Regions from separate parts of the Mus musculus genome. Here region 2 is linked to region 1. A link is a contact called in public Hi-C data. All regions are on one chromosome and are shown on one strand. The core of a region is the stretch at or near the end of the contact, and the rest is flanking DNA. Distances in the headings are between cores, read along the strand shown.

Region 1 (3,468 bases), core at 464-2,963:
AAGCTGATCTTATAGAAGGTGGAAGTAAACTGCTGGTGAGGAGAAGGAGGGGAGTGTCGGGGGATGAATGCATACGGCAAGGCTAACCAGCGGTGCTATGCAGTAGCTAGAAAGAGTACATTCCGCTGAGCTACTGACCGGTGGGGGACTGATGCTCACACTGAACTGTGTGTCCAGAAGACTGAAGGAGAGGGCGGGGTGTGTTTTCACCACAGAGATAATGAACGGGTAAGATGGTCTCTGCAACAGTGACCTTAACGTGGCATTGAACAAGGACCACGTACACACAGACCTTAGACAAAGGCGTAGAACCATGTGTCTACCAAAAATGAAATAAAAATATGCTTATGTGTGCTAACATGGGCTGCAGATCTGGGAGAAATCATCTGAATGGAAAAGCAAGGAGTGGGAGAGGCATTTTGGAGGTGTCTTTAAGACACATAGAAGAATATTAAGGTCTTAGCTGGATGTGATGCACACTGCTCAGGCTCTGCCTCAAAACATACACATACACACACATGCATACACACACACACAGATAGATGAATAGATAGATATAAATATAGAGATATATTAAATCTTAGGTCCCAAATAAATATTTAGCTTTTAAAACTATTTCAAGTTTAACATGAACTCACCTTCCCTCACCATTTTTATGGTCCACTTTCCAAAGACAAAAATTATATCAGACATTAAGGATAGGGGCCTTTTCTGACAGTGCCAAACTTTATTGATGAGTAAAGTAACAGATGTATAAATTGTTTTCATCCAAGAGAAGCCTTACAGAGTAGAGCAGCCTGCTTAGGAAAACTTCCAAAGTCATTTACAGCTCTGAAACATAGGCAAAACCATGTTGCAGAAGTGTTCACGAATGTGGACTAATGCTTACTTAGAATGTGATGTCCTTTATCAAAGACAAGTTGAGTGCCTTGAGACTCTGTCCTTCTGCGACCAAGGCTTTGGGGTCAGGTGAGGACCAGCACCCCTTGCTAATCACATCAAACAAAGAATGTTGCATATAATCTTACATGATATAGCCTGTGACCTTACAACCTTAACACTGGGGAGATTTGATGCTTGGAAATTCAAGACTGGCTTGGGTTAAAGGCCCAAGACTCAAAAGAATAAAGATAACACCAAAATTAAATGGTTATTTACTCCCCCTAACAACACTGGAGCTGAATCACACACTGGAACACAAGCGGACACAGTGACCATTCAGAGTCTCCAGAGGCTGGAGTGTAAAGCATGGTGTGATATTTTCCAGATCTTCCCCCTCCAGTGGTCTTGACTTCCACTAAGTCCAAAAGAATGCCAAGAACTGCACAATCTCAAACAATGTCACACAAGTGAGGCATTCATGCTACAACATGCTGCCTGCTAATAAAGCTCTGGTCTTCCAGTGCCTTGTTGGCCTTTCTAGTTGCTGCCCAACTCAAGGGGCGTTTACCTGTAGGTAGGACAATTCTTTGTAAGCCATGGGTTTGGAAGTGGGGTACAGGTCTTCAATACAAGAGAACTTTTAAAGCATTGTCACATGGCAAGCGCTTAATGGAACCTTGAATGATTCGAGCTGCTTTTGCTCTGTTTAATTGCTATCTAGTAACTGGAAGCATGCCAGCACTTTCTACCCGTCAATCAGTCAGAGGAGGAAGGGAAGGAAGTGGGTAGTTACTTAATGAGTGTGGGCAATGCTACCGAAGGCTATCTATGTGAGCAATCATCTTTGTCAGGCCAGCTCATATCCAAAGCTGCATCGGTGCATTTCCTGTGACAGCCAAACGGCTGCCTGTCTGCTAGGATTCTGCCTGGAAGGAACTTCAGTTCTTCCCTAAAATGAGGTCACTGTCCCCTAACACGTTAGGCATGGCTACTGTCTTCGCACTGGGACTTCAGCCAGGCTGGCCCTGCTGTTGTACATTTCCAACATGCTGAGCATCTGTGCAGAGGGCCTCCTCTCAAACTGAATGCAAAACAACAACATCCCACTGTTATCTTTAAACCTGGGAGGCAGGGGGGGGTGGGGAGGAGCTCTGAAGCACACAAGGCACAGGTATGGGTCTTTGTTTTTGTTTTTGCGAAGATGGTGTTTTGAAGAGACTGCCCATGCTACATTCTGATAAACCCCAACTGTCCTCTGTCTATGATGATGGTTTACCTCCGAGGGAAGAGCCAGTGTCTTAGCCCCAAGGGGCTTCGTGCCTCGCTCAGTATGCTGACCCCTGAGCTTTTAACTGGAGCCAGATTAGAAATAAAAATATAGACACCGTTTTAATTTTTTACCATTGGGTAAGTTGGTGGGAATTGGGGTCGGTGGGTAAAGGGTGAGTTATTTTCCAAGGTTTTCCAACATAAAATTGACACTGGCTACAGAACAGGATGCAAATTGATCTTAATGCTTCTGAGGCATCAAGGAGCCAAGTTTCAGCCTAAGCAGGAAGGCTCCGTTCTGTAATCACAGCTCTTGGGAGACTGAGGTCGGAGGAACACCCCAGGTCAAGGTCAGGTCAAGGTCAGGACTACATAGTAAGACCATGTCTCAAAACCAACAAATACCATCACCACCACCCTCCCACACACACCTGGTTTGCTTTCTTATCAAAGGATAGAATACATGAAAGGAAGAGTTGTGACTTCTTAACCCTACAAGGTCAATGCAAGAGCATTTTGCTTTGATTTATGCTAGTGGAATTTCAAACCATTTTGACTTAGAACTTCAGTTGTCCTTATAATATGGAGGCTATAAGATGCTGCAGAGGCTTTGGGAACCATCGTCTTTATGCTACCAGGACACTGAAGTAACATTTAGGAATTGATACAATGATGTGATCAGATGACCTGATACCTCCAGGATGCAGACACCACTCCTATGACTAATGGTGAGTTGTGACTGTTCCAATTTATCAAAGACTGTAACAACGTTAATTAAGTTCTGCTGTGGCTAGGATAGTGTGAAAATAGGTGTGGTTACTCATTTAAAGTATTTATGAACCTTAACCTTAACAGGAAGCACTCACGTTATTCTATTCTAGGGTATCTTTGTACAGGACAAGCTTGTCTGTACTTGTATAAAGGCAAAGCCATACAAAAGGATACACTAATCTTAAATCTTACACTAAATCTTTGATCATTCTAATATGTAACCAATTGTATCAATAGCCTAAAAAGTAACCACAGGCATAGAAATTATTTTTAAGAACTATAATTGGCAGATATATTTATTACCAGTCTGAAACTTCTGCTGCACTTGGGCATGGTTTAGCTCTGGGAACAAAGAGACACAAGAGAAGTGCTAACTCACACAGTGGAAGAAACGACTTCCACAGTCTTGTCAGAGCTCGGGAGCCTTGGGCTGTGAACAGTGCTGGTTTCTTACTTTCCTGTTGCTGTGATAAGATACCCAGATAAAAGCAACGTTAAGGGACAAAGGGTTCACTTTGGCTTACAGTTTAAAGGTTCAGTCCATTA
Region 2 (3,523 bases), core at 65-2,564, 500 kb before region 1:
GACACACCCTCGCGGAGAAAGGACCAAATTCCGTCACTGGCTCCCATTGATGAACATCTCCCATAGAACCCACATAATGAGAACTTTTATGCTAAGGTTGGGATGTCAGGTAAAAGCTTAAATTGTTTCCCTACAAAATTGGACTTTAAAGGCTTTTGATGCCTTAACGGAAATGAAAAATACACTTAGGAACTCTAAGTGCTGGGGCCACCGGGTGGGAAGGACTTTGTATTTCTGAGGTACTCTATTTAGCAAGGCCTCCCAAAGCCACCGTGGCCATGGGGAAACTTCTGCTCTGGCAGCCATAAGCCTCAGTAAAAACTTGAAGCAAAGAGCAGACTCAGCTTCATGGGGTCATCTCTCCTGCAAGACCCGGCAAAGTCAGGGTCTGGGGCTGATTTTATTTCCAGTCTGAAATTGCAGGTGGCTTATGACTCAGGGGACAGGGGTGTGCAGCATACAGAAAAATCATTGAGGGAGAAGGAGGGGGCATGTGTTGCCCAGCTCTGTTGATGAAAACCACTGTTCCTGTCCCTTGTTGGAACATGATTGAGGAACCTTCTGTGTGTTCACACGTTGTCCCCATGCATAGAAGCCAGAGGAAAACTTGGGGTGTCATTACACAAGCGCCATCCATCCACCTTGTCTTCAGAGACAGGTCTCTCCTTGGCCCGGAACTCACCAAGTAAACTAGAGTGGCTGGCCAGCCAGTGGAATCGGCTTGTCTAAACCAACCCAGAGTTGGGACACCGATCCCCTGTGTGAGTTCTGTGGTTCAAACTCAGGCCCCCCAGCTGCAAGGCAAGTACTTGACTGACTGAGCCATCTCCCTAGCCCTCACACTCCTTCCTTGATACAGGGATTTCCAAGCATATAAGGCTTGGAATAAGACAATATTATTGTATTGTCAAGCATAGTAGGCTGCAACCAGCCTTATCAGACTTTATTATCTTTACATATTTGCTTATTTTTGTTGCTTGTTTGTTTTGGACTGGTCATGGCCAGAGCTAACTCCAATGGACAGACCACATACATTTAGGCTTAGGACAGGATTCTGTCTAAACGACAGAGGAGCAGCCTGGAATTTATGCTTCCTCTTTGTTCCGGCTGTAGTCACTACAGCGACTGAACTCTCCGCAGGCAGCTCGACCCCTAGGAGACGGTGCATATTCAGTAACAAATCTCATTTCCTCTCAGACTAAAGGCGATTACAAAAGCCAGCTGGTCCTTCCAGGCTGTTCTGCTAGGTGAGACCTAGATGCGGGAGGCCATTTTCGGATTTTTCACAAGTACCACAAGGTGGCGCAAGAGTACAGGGAATAACTCTTATGCATGCAGGGCTCGCCCTATGGAGAAGACCGAAGGCAAAGAAGCCCCCATCTCAGGTGGCTCGAAAAGAGGCCTGGGTAAGGCCTCAGCTCACTACGCATCTCCACCTATCCTCAGGAACCCAATGGCGCCTGTGTTCAGGAGCTCAAGGGTGCAAGTAAACTATGCCTGAGTCTTCAAGGAAGCTTTAAAGAGGGGTAAGGCTCAGCTTCCATGGCCAAGGCAGGGCTAACAGGCCAGGTAACTAATATAATTGCACCGGGAGCTGAGCCAGCTAATATGATTTTGGCACAACCTGCACACGTTAAAGGCTGGGAAGGTTGACAGAGGAGTGGGGGTGGGGCGGGAGTTGGGGGGCGGGGCACCAAATCCCCAGAAAGCTGGGAAGGGAGGGAGGGAGGGAGGGAGGGAGGGAGCGAGCCTTCCTCATAGGCCTGTGGGGAGGGGTCACCACATGTGGCCTCTCTGTGCTCTCTGGATTTTGAGATAGACTTTTAAAAAGTCAAAGTCTCTCATTAATCATCAATCTCATTAATTAGTCATATACTGATTACATGTTTAGCATTTTGTGCCTCTCAAGCAAGATGAAACAGCAAAATTAATTTCTCCTGTTTCTTTTCTTCTAAGAAAATGTCTCGCTGTATATTTGGTACATGTACCTTCTTCAGATGCTGCCATTCAATGGTGCTTGAGAAATACTGAAGTGCTTCTGGTCCACTGAGGAAAAATAGAGTCTTTAGTCCCTCGGCTCCCGTGTCCCGACTGCCTGCCTGAAGTCCTATCCAGTTAGGCTGGGGGCCTCTTGGTTCCCTGTGCCCATTCCAAGGTGCCCACAATGTCCTGGACCCCAAAGAGGTTGACATTCTTTTTATTGGGGGGGGGGGGTTCAAGACAGGGTTTCTCTGTATAGCCCTGGCTGTCCTGGAGCTCACTTTGTAGACCAGGCTGGCCTCGAACTCAGAAATCTGCCTGCCTTAACTCCCAAGTGCTGGAATTAAAGGCATGCGCCACCATGCCCTGCTGAGGTTGACATTCTTGGTGGTAGCAGCAGAGCCCTGAAGATAAATGTCAGGCTCTTGCTTGGGACGCCTTCCTTAACCTCCGAGGCTGCTGCAGAGGGAGTCGTCAGCTTTTCCTTGCTGGGATGAGATTCCTGAGAGAAATGATTTGGTAGCCTAACAGTTTCAGTGCCCTTGGCACCCTCCCTCAGACTACACAGGACACCCCTGGAGTGCACACTGCATTCTGGGACTCCACACAAAGCCCACCTCCAGTCCCAGCCTCTGCCTGGCACCTTGGACTCCTGGACTCTGCTAACCTCTCAAATTCAGAATGGCTTTCTCCAAGGAATACTGAGATGAGTGTCCTGGTCCTCGGGTTCCCCACCAGCAGCAACACCTTCAGGTTAGGCTACAGAATGCAGAAACGGTAACGAGGATCCCAAAGCTCATTTTCACACACACACACACACACACACACACACACACACACACATGAACTTTTTATCTGACAATTAAATTATAATTGAGCATCCTAGATTTTATCTGGCAAGCAACATAACATGCTGCTGTAATGTTGTAAACCAAGAGCCGCTCCGACTTCTCTCCCTGACTCCCACCTACACAATCAGCACCTTTAACATTTTCTCCTATATGAGATCCATATGCACCTGTGAAGAATATTCAAGGGGCTGGAGAGATGGCTCAGTGGTTAAGAGCACAGACTGCTCTTCCAAAGGTCCTGAGTTCAATTCCCAGCAACCACAGGGTGGCTCACAGCTGTCTACGATGGGATCCGATGCCCTCTTTTGGTGTGTCTGAGGACAGCAAGAGTATGCTCACGTACATAAAATAAATAAATAATTTTAAAGAAATATTCAAATGGTCAGAAGAAAATGAAGGGTAAGATTTCTCCTACAAGACGCAACCATTCCTTTAGTTTTCGTCTATATCATCCCCAAAACCAAAATGCATAAGTATGTGTATGTATTGCCACAATCCCTGCCCTGGAAGAGACACCAACAGCGTCTACCCCTTCTCCTAAGGTCCTGATGACAAACTGAAGTACAAGTTCATCATAGTTCCCCAGGGAGAAACAGTGAGTTTATGGCACTTACAGGATGTCTTTCTTAGGGTTTCTATGGCTGTGGGGAGATGCCATGACCAAGGCAACTCTTATAAAGGACAACATTTCA

The links. A called contact is a pair of places that touch in the nucleus more often than the background predicts.
Region 2: a contact with region 1 is called in a Hi-C map of the N1E-115 cell line, with 4 times the contacts expected there. The contact joins two enhancer-like sites. A contact is called at or near these places in 2 of 484 Hi-C or Micro-C datasets (the N1E-115 cell line and reprogramming fibroblasts), 1 of 115 datasets of contacts at active chromatin or transcription factors (astrocytes) and 1 of 9 other capture datasets (embryonic stem cells).

What each region holds. Positions count from the first base shown.
Region 1 is chr10:69,794,891-69,798,358 of GRCm38.p6, reverse strand. All of the region lies in intron 1 of Ank3 (ankyrin 3, epithelial), which reads right to left. Among named protein-coding and RNA genes, the nearest start is that of Gm33416, 70 kb to the left of the region's middle. Within about 2 kb of position 1,713, at least 38 of the 459 cell types and tissues checked have an H3K27ac peak or open chromatin away from gene starts, as enhancers often do. A contact at or near this core is called in the N1E-115 cell line, where this site is marked.
Region 2 is chr10:70,294,777-70,298,299 of GRCm38.p6, reverse strand. The region is part of intron 2 of Gm40687 (a long non-coding RNA gene); the gene reads right to left. Among named protein-coding and RNA genes, the nearest start is that of Gm33704, 3.1 kb to the right of the region's middle. Within about 2 kb of position 1,314, at least 37 of the 459 cell types and tissues checked have an H3K27ac peak or open chromatin away from gene starts, as enhancers often do. A contact at or near this core is called in the N1E-115 cell line, where this site is marked.